2 separate regions of the Mus musculus genome follow, and region 1 is linked to region 2. Evidence: chromatin contacts called from public Hi-C data. All regions are on one chromosome and are shown on one strand. The core of a region is the stretch at or near the end of the contact, and the rest is flanking DNA. Distances in the headings are between cores, read along the strand shown.

What was found. Hi-C and Micro-C count contacts between places; a contact is called where the count stands out from the background.
Region 1: a contact with region 2 is called in a Hi-C map of uterus, with 8 times the contacts expected there. The contact joins the promoter of Pi4ka here to the promoter of Naa60 in region 2. A contact is called at or near these places in 2 of 484 Hi-C or Micro-C datasets (CD4 T cells and uterus) and 1 of 9 other capture datasets (adipose tissue).

Annotation. Positions count from the first base shown.
Region 1 is chr16:17,404,423-17,407,298 of GRCm38.p6, reverse strand. Pi4ka (phosphatidylinositol 4-kinase alpha) reads left to right here and starts at 1,434. Exons shown (of 55, transcript NM_001373955.1): 1 at 1,434-1,665. The coding sequence starts at 1,501. Snap29 (synaptosomal-associated protein 29) reads right to left here and starts at 1,299. Exons shown (of 5, transcript NM_023348.4): 1 at 940-1,299. The coding sequence starts at 1,176.
Region 2 is chr16:3,883,132-3,886,041 of GRCm38.p6, reverse strand. It overlaps Naa60 (N(alpha)-acetyltransferase 60, NatF catalytic subunit), which reads right to left and starts at 1,423. Exons shown (of 7, transcript NM_029090.3): 1 at 1,236-1,423. It also overlaps a transcript of Zfp597 not described here.

The DNA of each region.
Region 1 (2,876 bases), core at 185-2,684, about 14 Mb before region 2:
AGACTTAGGGGCAATCTGGTGTCTTGGAATAATCTTTATTTTATGCTGGAGAAGATGGTACATGCCTGAAATCCCAGTATCAGAAAGATTGAGACCAAGAATTCTAAGTTCCAGACCAGCCTGGGCTTCATTGGTAGGCTGTCCACCAAGCCGAACTCCTCAAAAAGAAAAGGTCTTAAAGAAGTTTCAGAAGACCATTTCTGTTCCCAGCACCCATCTGTCAACTCCAGCTCCAAGGGATTCCCTGGTGCCCTCTTCCGGCTTCAGGGGACACCCTTAAACTGTGCATATGCAAATACAGGTAAATTAAAGGAAAGCAAAGTTCCTAGTTGCTGAAATTTTCTATGGATGGAAAGAGCTGTCACAATAACACACGGTCTACAAAGGTAAGAGTCGACTCAATTCAGGATCTGGTTTCCTGAGCAGGAGCCCAGGCGAGGGGACTTAAATATTCCCATTAGAAAGGTGAAAAGTGGTCAAGGATGTGAGAAGAAGAACACAGGCTCCCTTTGCGTCAGTACTTCAGGCACCACCTGGCACTTGAAGCATACACAGTTCACACTTTAACTGGGCCACTAGAGAGGAACAGCTTGAGGCTTCTGCCTAACAAGTTATATGTAAATGAAACAGACACTACTTCCCAAATACAGGCCGCACTTTGGCATTTTTACTCTCACACAGAACATTATTTGGAGTTTACTTTTTAACTAGACATGAGGGCAGGGCAGCGAGGGAGAAATTAACCTCGCAGAATAATAGATAAGGAAGCTTCCAGAGGTAAACATCAGGTGATCCTGATACATAATTCTTTACACTATGTCCATGAACTTACGGTAGGCAATTAGAAAAATACCAAAAGATCGTAAACAAAATATTTCTTCATCCCGTTTTTATAACGCATTGATTGGCCGGTTTAGCTCAGTTCTGCCCCAGGCTCACCTCGGAAGAGGCGACTCCGATCTTCTCCGATTCATACATGAGAGACAAGGACCTGCTGGTACTGGCAGCGGTAGCCTCGGCCCTGCGCAACACCTCCTGTCTCAGGTACTGCTGCCTGTCAATGGGCGCGTCGGGGCCGTCAGGCAGGTCGCGGACGTCCTTCCACGGCGCGGGCCGGGTGTCTTCCTCTTCCACGTCATCGTCGAAAGGATTATAGCTTTTAGGATAGCCAGACATGGTGCGGGAGACGGCCTGCACCTAGGAAGCAGGAGGGGTTGCTGAGCGAGGAGTCGATAGCCCAGCGCCGGCGGGCGGATTCACTGTGGACGCCGCGCGCACTACTTCCGCCAGCACTGCGCTAGAGCCCCGCCTCCAGAGCCAACCCGGCGGCGGAGCGGCAGAGGGGGACCAGGCCCCACCCAGTGCGGGGGAGGGGAGAGGGGAGGAGTCAGGTGGTCAGGTGGCCGGGAAGTCGGCCGCCTCTGCGCCTGCGCAGTAAGGACCGGTGGTGGCGAGCCCAGAGCTGTGAACCCAGCCGCCTGCGCCGGGGCGTGCGCTGTGATGGCGGCTGCTGGGGCCCGGGGAGGAGGCGGCGGTGGCGGCGGCGGCGGCGGCGGCGGCTCGGGGTCCAGCTCTGGCTCCAGCACCTCTCGAGGCTTTTATTTCAACACAGTACTTTCACTGGCCCGCTCCCTGGCTGTGCAGAGACCAGCATCCTTGGAGAAGGTAACCCTGCGTACTGACAGGAGGAGGGGCCTGAGGTGGCGAAGCGGCGGGACGCTGCTGGGTCTGAGAAGGCTACTTGCGACTAGAGAGGGGCTCCTGAATAGAGGTGGCAGCGATGTAGGGAGGTCGGTGGGAGAGGGTTCTGGTGAAGAGAGGAGTCGGGAAGTCGACAGGACGCTGGGAGGTCTGGTACCGGTGGGAGTGGGAGGGCAGTGAGCTGTGGGCGGGCGGACTACCGCTGTGACATCTCAGGCGCGGGGGTTGTGGCAGCATCGTGACTGCCTGTGAGGCGTGGTAGGATGAGCCAAGGACCAAGAGTCCAATCCGGGCTTTTGGTCCCGATTTTTTGTTTTCATTCAATGACCTTGGAGAGGTGTCTTTCTCATGAAATGGGACGCCCTCCTCCCCTACACACTTTTTGCCCTTCTCACTGGATTGTGGAGAAGGACAGCTATGCAAATCGTATTATTATTTAAGAGATGGTAGCGTTAGACTGGATCAAAAGATGATGAGTTTCGAGAAGATGCAGTGGCAGGAATATGCAGTGGACTGTTAGTAGACAGAGAACTAAATTCAGGATTGCTTCAGAAGAGAAAGACACGCCAGTCCTTATCTTGGAAGATAAAAGATATGCTTGGACCTGGGATAAGAGGTGAACTGGGTGGGTGGTGAAGGGTAGAACCCCAGGATTAAGGAGGCTAACCGCTTTCTTTTAGGGGAAAAAAAAAACCCAAAAACCAAACAACAACAAAAGGATGTTGTGATAGGAAGAAGACAGATTTTAGTCAGAGCTGACTAAATTTACAATTTCTGTGTGCAGTCTTGAGGAAGAAACTTGCATGCTAACAGCCTATTTGCTTATCTATAAAACCTGTGAAGCTTTGATGAGTTTACATATTAAGGCCAGGCACAACGTGGATGAACAATAATAGTCAGCTGCTTTTCGCCCAGGAATGTGTAAATAGACTCAGCACAGTATGTTAGCACTGAAGGGAGGGGGCTGTCTGTCCATTCAACTTTCTGAAAGATGGAAAGAACCTGGGTGACATGTGCACCTGCGCGCTGATGGGTAAAAGTGGAAAGGCAGAGTGACCTGGTCTTTGACCTTGTAAGTTTTCAAACTTGATTGTATCACCTACCTGCAAGGTGAACAGGTTCTGGAAGATCTAATGCCAACCCGACTTCTGGCTAAAGAATGAATACAGACTGGA
Region 2 (2,910 bases), core at 174-2,673:
TGCAAACCCCACTCTCAGGGGGCTTACATCTGGCATATTATTCTTGTTGTATACAAAAACCCTAAAAGGAGGTGTGTAGACTTATGTTCCCTGCCATGAGCAGTGTACTACTTTGGCACGATGGCCCTTCGGCATCCTCTAGTTTTTAATCACATTGTACTAACTCGCAGTTCACTGGTGTGTGCATCTCTCTCTGTGTGTACTTATATGCTGTTTTTGTCCCAGACCTTCCTCTTCCTGACATTTCGGCTGGTAACAAGGTCACAGGCCTTCTAAAACTCTCCTCCATGTCACATGGTTTTGTGGACTCAAGTCTTTGCATAGATGATTTCGGGAGTAACATGACTTTGCCTGCTGGGTCACACAAGCCAGCAGACAAGCCAAGACTAATTCAGGGATTTTATGTTTCTAGTACTTTGAAAAAGGAAAAGCTCTTTGGCAACTTCCTTAATTAGCACTCCAGACACCACAGGAGCCACAGAGTTAGGCTGTGAGTCTCTTCTTTCAAGACCAAAGGGTGACAAGAATGACCCAAAAGCACATGGCTCTGGGACTTGGCAGAGTTAAGAGATCAATAAAGGAGCCAAAGTTTATGTTTATTGCAGCCTGGCTCCCCAAGCCTTGGGTTTTGACACCAGCAAGGCAGGCATTTGCTGGAGGTTCAGAAGGCCCAGAGTACCCTCTCCACAGCCCCAGCCCAAGACAGCAGCACTGGTCATAGATCCCCTTTTCTCCTTGGCAAATGTTTTCTCCAATTCAGAAGAAATAAGTCAGAGGCGATTATGGAGGGTCCGCTTAGCTTCCATGTGCCGGAATACCAAAAGTACTGCTGGAATGAAAAGACGCGACAGACCTAAAGCAGGGTCCTCGGCTTTCACGCGTGCAAAAAGTCGACAATTACCCCCAGCTCAACAAGTCCCTTAAGGGAGGCAGGCTGGAGCTAGAAGAGTCGACCAGACCCTTCACCTCCAAAACCAGAGGATGCCGCCTTTCCATCTCCCAATTCCTGCAATTACTGGCTGAGGGTCCCCAGAAAGGCCAATTCCCGACGCCCCACCGCGCCCCTCGCCGCCGTCACGGAAACAAACTGGGCGCTAAGAAGCGCCCCGCGCAGGGGTGGGTAAGGGGCTCTCCGGAAAACCCGGCCTCCCACGGGCGGGCAGTGCCCTCGGTGTCGCGACAGCGACCTCCTCACCGCCCCGATTTGCACCCGCCGAGGCCCCCGGCTGCCTCACCTCGGACGGGAGCCGGCGGCAGCGGACGGTGTCTCAAGGCTCAGCGCATCCTGGGGGAGCCGGGAAGCCGGACGTGGGACTGCGCGGTCCCCCGCGACAGATTATGTAACCGGCAGGGGCCGCAGCCGGGACAGGGAAGGCGGCCCCGCGGCACTTCCGCCTCTCCTGTGCTGCCGGCGGCGCAGCCCGGAAGATCATTGGCTGCTACGCCATGTGGCACCGCCCTCCCTGACGCCGCCGCCACCATGTTGGGAGCTGGCAAGCCTCTGGCCGCTGGCGGGACCTGCTCCCGAAGCCTCCCGCACTGGCGGCGGAAGCTCAAGACAGCTGCGAGCCGCCCAGCTGCCCTTGCGTGCATGCGTGGACACCGGCGGCGGCGGGCCGGGGTTTCCGCGCCTTTCCTCAATCAAGCGGGTCAGAGGGCGCCTTTCCTCGATCAAGCGGGTCAGAGGAGCTCCGAGGCCTCCCTAGTCCTGAGACGCACGGCTCCGCCGCTGGCCTGCTCTTCCCCCACTGGAGGTTAGTATTAATAGATGCTGGCGCTGGTGATTGCTAGAAGCCCTGACTCAAAAGGCACCGCCCCGCGCTCGCGCTGACAGCCACAGAAGGGTGGTCGTGAGCTATCATTGCAGTGGACAAGTGACATTGGCCTTCAGGGCTGGGTGGGGGTGGGAGTTCTATATCCAGATGTAATTCAGAGATAATTCAGTTCGTGTAACCAGAGAAAAGCTTGCTGACCAACAGTTTATTCTTTGCTTTTAGATAACTAAAATGGTATGTAGTCAAAGGCTCAACCAACCTTAAAAAAATATTAATATCCAAGAAATACATCAGTGCTACATCCACTCCAGTAGTGACTCGCATTACAGGTTTAGAAACCTGGAAGCAGTCATGAGGTGAAGACTTTCACGGAAACTTCGCCTCCTGGAGCCTTGGCATTCCAATAGCACGTATACTCAAACCCTGTCCCAGCGTTAGTCTGGTGTATGGATTCGTGTGCTCTCTTTCAGTATTGTTTTATTATAAGTGCCTTTAAGGATTGATTTTGACATATAGCTAAGCCTTTGTCAGTGTTCCAATGTCCTGACCCTGAGCTTGGAATTCAGTAAGAATGTTACCTATTCAGTAACATTCAAATTCACTTCTAGTAGAGACAGTGAAAATAATCAGACATTACAATTTACTAGAACAGAGCTAGAAAAGCTCAGGGCCAGTCTGCATAGTAATTACTTAGAACAATAGCTGAGTTTCACCCAAACACAGGAATACACAATGGCCTAGGAAATAGGTGGGTTGGAGTATTACTCATGAAAGGGTTAGTAGAATGGAATTCCCCTGGTGCAGGTTTTTCACTAGGCCCAGAGGAATAGCATAATCAGGTATTTACTAAAGGACCACTGTAGGTGGGTTTAACAATAGACTAGCATTGCATCAGAGCATTCACCTGGCTCCTGTGTTTGGCTGATCTTAATTAAGGATTGTTTCTATTCTCAGTTGTAAACAAGGCCTGGCTCCCATTATCTTTTTATGTATGCATTTTCTTTGTTTTGTGTAAGAACCAATGTACCTTGGCAAATGTATTCGCCTAGCCTTCTTGTTTTTCGTCTGTAATATAAGACTGGTGCTCAATTTGACAAATTACATCCAGATACAGCACTCCCTTGTGTCTGTGTCT